Linked DNA regions of Rattus norvegicus: region 2 is linked to region 1. The links are chromatin contacts, called in public Hi-C maps. All regions are on one chromosome and are shown on one strand. The core of a region is the stretch at or near the end of the contact, and the rest is flanking DNA. Distances in the headings are between cores, read along the strand shown.

Region 1 (2,995 bases), core at 218-2,717:
TCTGTATCTTGTGATCATCTGTCTCTTTCTTAACCAGCAACCCAGACAGCACTCAGGATCACACCTTGTCCAATTCATCTTTGAATATCACAAAACTAATTATATCATCTTCGACTTCCCTGTTTAATCCCTGTTTCTTCTGGTTTTTCCTTAAGACACAGTGATCTTACTATGTCATCCAGGCTAGCCTTGGACTTCTGGACTTAGTCCTCCTCAGCCATGAGTGTAGCTGGGACTACAGACATGTCCAACTGCATCGGGCTTATGTCTGTTTCTTAATTATTTCAAACCTAGACAGCACAGACCAGCACTATGCTTGGCCTCCTTTAAAGCTTTACTAGAGTGAATGTCTGGCTGTCTTTGCATCTTGCTCTCCTTCTGAGTACGACAGAGCCATGTGGAGCAACACACTTCTACCCAGGAGGTTCCTTAATTGTTCCTTGGGAAGCACTGGTCTACAAGCAAAAGCTGAAGTGGTGCGCTTAGACTAGGGCTTTCACTTCTTTGCATTGCTGCCCTTTCCGAAGTGATAATAGTCAAGAATTCTGTAAGCCAGTTGAAAAGGTTCTTCCTTAGCCACTGGGCACAGAGCCCACTGAAGCTCCACTGAGGATATGTTAGATATTTTCTAGAACCTCAGACAAAATATTTTACCAATAGCAATACCACCATCAGTCATTTAGGGAAAAAAAACATTTAATCCTTGTGTAAACTAAAAGAGAACAATCATGGTTAGCTATGTATTGTGCAAGGACATAGGACAGCCAAGGTGATAAATCCAGGACTTCAAATAGGTTGCCATATCAGCTCTGTCCCCCCTCCCCCCACCTACTACCATCCACTGTTTATTGGCACATTTGACATGCAAAGCTCTATGTAGATGCCTTTCCTCTACAGTTCCCATAATGCTGTGGGCAGGACTTGCTGAAGAACTGAAGTTTAAAGAAATTAAAGTGTCTTTCCCAGGGCTATTGGTAATGATGGGAACTGAAGAGTCTTGGCAAAAATTCCTTTCCCTTTTCTCCTGCTGTATCATGCCTCTCCTGAGTCTGGCTCTGCCTCCAGTTCAGAAGCCACACTATTGAAGTTGCACGACTTCATGCACTTTCATAAGGTATCTAATTTAAACCGCATGAAATGCTGGATGAGTCATATTATCACCTCCAGTATACAAGAGTCAGGAAGTAGAAGAAATGTATTTGAGTCTCAGCCACACACAGCAGACTTTTGAATCCCAGTTTTAACCCAAGTCAAAATTTGATAAATTATGATTTAAAAAGCTTTGATGGCAATCTCTCCCTATTCATAGCCCCATAGCCTACTGGAGGTAGCAGGCGGGACACAGAGAGGACAGTGCCAACAGAGCACACACACTGCAGCTGCTTGGCCTTTCATTGTACTTGCGTTTCCAATGGGAGGATTTGCTTTATTTAAGCCCTAGTGAATTCTTCTGACTCCCGTTGCAGACAACTATTTGCTACAATATGATGACAGCATATTTCCCTTTTGGAATGTTGAATGGAAGGGCTGAGATAATGGTCAGTCCTCCCTGTTCTGATGAAAAGAGAAGGCTGGGAGAACACGGCAGCTTTGACGTTTGTCAGCTTGTTAGCAGGAGCCTTCCGGACATGTCTTTATTTCTGTAGTCAGCTCTAGTTGGTGCTAACAAAAAGTGGCTGCAGTCTGGGTACGGAAAAAATTTCATTACTGTGTTCAAAATAATTGAATAAAGAGACCAAGAAATAAGGCCAACTTGGACGTAAGATGTAAGACATAAGGCCAAACGTAAGGGGAACCATGCTTATTCGGGTTATTTAAGGGATGACAAACTGCTGTTTTGAAAACCAGTGGTTTGGGGACATCTCATGTGTGGAAATACTGGACATCATCTGTAATTGTGCTGAGCGGTGAGAAAGACACACCTGCTTCAAGCCTATTATGATAATGGCTGTATGAGAGACCGGAGGAAAGACATCTAGGGTTATACTTTCTGACTTTTGGGGCTTGTTCTGTTAAAAATAAAAGCCTCATTAGGAGAGTTTTAAGATGAATTATATTTCTCCATTTCTCTCGCAATTAATTTCCAGGCAGCCTTGTTGCAATTTGCAAGTTAGATGCTTTTGCCCTGAGCAGGGTGGCATGAGTCGGCTGAGGACCAGCAGAGGGCAGTGCTGAGCTGACGCTGGCTCAGGCGCTTACTTGGGGCTATAAAATTGTGCTTGTTATTAAATGAAATCTTACGGCTAACTTAGCCACAGAGGAAATTAAACTGCTAATTATGTGTGTTTAAACCACTAAAAAGGGTTCCGTTGTTGCTCTGGATTTCAAGAAACACCTACCTCATCTCTAGATTTAAAATATGTAATTATGCCTAGAAATAGTACCTATTAACAATTATATACAATTTTTTTTTTAATTTGTAGACTTATCTGCTTGCAAAGTCTGTCTCCTTTAAAGCAAATAAACAATAGATTGGTGGCTTTAGCATTGTGATTCCTTTAATAGAACATGTCAGTGACTTTTTTTTTTTTTTTTTGGTTCTTTTTTTTTTCGGAGCTGGGGACCGAACCCAGGGCCTTGCGCTTCCTAGGCAAGCGCTCTACCACTGAGCTAAATCCCCAACCCCCCATGTCAGTGACTTTTATTGAGCAGTCCATGCTCAAATTATGTATGGGTCAGAGTTTTAAAGGATTAACAAAATAGCCATATTGTTCTTATGGTATCTCTCTGTCTCTCTGTCTCTGTCTCTGTCTCTGTCTCTCTCTCTCTCTCTCTCTCTCTCTCTCTCACACACACACACACACACACACACACACACAAAGAAAAGAACAACACAAACAAATGAACAGGATTTCTTTGGGGACAAAAAATTTGCAAACCTGGAAAGAGACCTCTTGGTTTGTTTTGTTTTTCCCTGAAAACCTGGTTTTCTGGAAAAAGGAATAATGATTCAACTGTGCATGATGTCATTGTCAAATTAGCCTCATGACTAGGA
Region 2 (2,965 bases), core at 59-2,558, 830 kb before region 1:
GTTCCAATATGATAGCAAAGTCTCTTTGGATGTCGTGGGATTGCCAGTCACCCTGGTGGAGAGCTACAGACCAAACCCTCCATATTAGGGTGGATTTGTTGCATATGATCTTCCTTCTTTACACAAATGCTAATAAAATCAGGAGTTTTTAAAAAATGGAAACCAGGGAGGCAAGCGTGTCCTTCATGCATACAGAATAGGATGAAATAAAAGACAGTAAAACATGCATTGTCGGGGGGGGAGGGGAGTTGCTTCTTTCAGCCCTCAGGACTTGGCATTTGATCCTCAGTCCACAGACAAGTGTCCCCGAATTCAGGAAGCTTATGACTGCCCCTCCATACTTTGCAGTCTTAGAAACTGGGCTTGTTTTGGGTGAGAAAAGAGTGATAAGAAGGTTTACAAGATAAGAACCATTGCCAGAGCTTGACAAACACAGAGGCGAATGCTCGCAGCCAACCATTGGACTGAGAACCGGGTCCCCAATGGAGGAGTTAGAGAGAGGACTGAAGGAGCTGAAGGGGTTTTCGACCCCATGGGAAGAACAACAATATCAACCAGCCAGACCCCCAGGGACTCCCAGGGGACTAAACCATCAACCAAAGGGTACACATGGAGTGACCCATGGCTCCAGTCACATATGTATCAAGGCCCAAGAATGGCCTTGTTGTGCATCCATGGGAGGAGAGGCCCTTGGTCTTGTGAAGGCTAGATGCCCCAGTGTAGAGGAATGCCAGGACGGGGAGGCAGAAGTAGGTGGGTGGGGTGGGTGAGTGGGAGCACTCTCATAGAGGCAGGGGGAGAGGGGATTAGATAAGGGGGTTCTGAGGGAAAACCGGAAGGGGAAATAACATTTGAAGTGTAAATAAATAAAATATCCAGAGAGAGAGAGAGAGAGAGAGAGAGAGAGAGAGAGAGAGAGAGAGAGAGAGAGAGAGAGAGAGAGAGAGAGAGAGAGAACGAACCATGGCCCAGAAACGCTGATGCCCAAGATAGTTGAGGTCAGATGAAAAAGTGGTGGGCCTCAAACTCATTTAGACAATGCCAACTAACAGTACTGTACGAGGCCTGGAAATCAGGACCACGGAAAGCGCCCCACGCGGAGTTTTTATTCGCCTGTTGCACCGCACTTTCGTTGTAACCTTAGAGGCAAACCGTGTCTTACTCCGAGGTACAAGGAACTAGCTTATTTTTTAGAAACTTACTAGAAGCTTTGTTGTCTGTCCTTCAGTGGCCTCGAGCAAATGTGGAATGGAAAAGCATTGCTGTTAACCTCCATGCCCAATAGATGGCGGTGTATATCTTCCCGAGAAGCCAGGCTTGGCGGCAGCTGGTAAAGACCGCCTTAGGCTAAGGAAGACAAGTGCCACTCCGTGTCCTTTGGAAGACAGGCATTTCCTCCCATTGTTGGCACAAACATCTCCAAACAATTGTACTGACCACACACCTTTAAGCCACATTCCGGGGTGCTGCTAGCTGCACTGAAGTGAATGCCAGGAAAAGGAACGAAGCTGCTAATTTTCTTGATTCGGGGAGGGGCAGAAGGAGGGGGAGAAGAAGCGGGGAGAGGAAGATCTTGAGTAACAATGGGCATGATTTATTTTTCCAACCCGAACAGGGGCAATGCTATTTTAGCCCCTCTTCCAACTGCTGAAGTAAATGAAAGCAGCCACCTAATTAGCCCAAATCACTAGCTAGCAGAGGAAAAAATTCTGCTGAGACTCAAGCTGGGGTGGGGAATTTGGAGAACCGGGTGTGATGTTGGAGGAGGAGAATGGGTGGGAAGGAAAAGGAGGCCAGGCTGACAGAAGGCTTTTGTAGGGACCCTGCTGCTTGCAGTGTGGGCTGCGCTGGCCCTACCCGGAGAGAACAAGGGAGCTGTAGTTCCTCACATTCATCCCCTGCAGGCGAAAAGACGTCAGCTGGAAGACAAGTCTCTGAGTTGCTTTTGAAAGTGTTATCGATGTAGATGAATTAGCTTGGGAAAGAGAGCCCAGTCCTGTGTGGCCTGGCTGACCTGCTGGTGGGCTGTGCTGGGACCTCACAGGAAGGCTCTCTGACAAACCATTAGGGACATTTCAGACTGATCTGAGACCAAATTTGGCTGTTGGTCAGGAATGAAACAAATACCTAGTTACTGACTGATCTTGACTAATTAATTGTCCTCCTTTAGCGGGACTTATGAGTCATTCCTACAAGGGAAGTATCAGCAACTATCAGCAAAACAACGGGCAGGTAGGCGCTGTTGACATCTTCCACTTGAAGGCTTCGTGAACTGAAGTGCTAATTTATTTGTTCAGGGATGACTTTGGTTTTTTTTTTTTTTTCAGTCCGATATCACTTTAATTGAAATACTTCACTAATGCGATTTATCACAACTGTAAACTGTCAGTTTCCACAGCTGCTGCCTTTTTCAAGCAATCTGGCAAATGTGTACGGGTGAAAACGCAAACTTGGGAGGTTGAGAAGGAGCCGCACAAGCTTCTTTTCCCATTCAGCCGGCCCATAGCACCCAGTCCCCGGAAACCTTTGAAACCATATGCTCCTTTTCCGTAGCCACGCCCACTTCAAGTTTGGGCACATCTGCTGTGTTTGGCTGATCGAAGTCCATCCTGTGCCTTCTAGGCTTGTACCTGGTTTTCTTCAGGGGACACGTGTCTTTAATGAGGTGGACTTTGGTCTCCTGTGCTGGGGTGGTGGACATGTTATCCAGATGTAATAAAAATTCTTATATTTTCATCTATTCTGGGCTCAAATTAGCAAAATAACAGCCATAAAACTGAAAGGAGACTGGTCTAACTTTGAATTAGATAATCAGCTATGTTCTTCTATTAAAAGTGTATCTGAGATATTACATGGAACACACACACACACACACACACACACACACACACACACACACACCAACCAAAAGTCTATCTGGAATTTAAGTTTAATGAAACACTGTATATTCTGCATGATGATGCTG

What was found. Hi-C and Micro-C count contacts between places; a contact is called where the count stands out from the background.
Region 2: a contact with region 1 is called in a Hi-C map of Schwann cells, with 14 times the contacts expected there. The contact joins two enhancer-like sites. A contact is called at or near these places in 2 of 12 Hi-C or Micro-C datasets (Schwann cells and frontal cortex).

The regions. Positions count from the first base shown.
Region 1 is chr1:221,710,468-221,713,462 of GRCr8, reverse strand. No RefSeq gene overlaps it. Among named protein-coding and RNA genes, the nearest start is that of Rnu12-2l, 4.5 kb to the left of the region's middle. Within about 2 kb of position 1,467, at least 4 of the 93 cell types and tissues checked have an H3K27ac peak or open chromatin away from gene starts, as enhancers often do.
Region 2 is chr1:222,536,219-222,539,183 of GRCr8, reverse strand. No RefSeq gene overlaps it. Among named protein-coding and RNA genes, the nearest start is that of Psat1, 110 kb to the left of the region's middle. Within about 2 kb of position 1,308, at least 51 of the 93 cell types and tissues checked have an H3K27ac peak or open chromatin away from gene starts, as enhancers often do.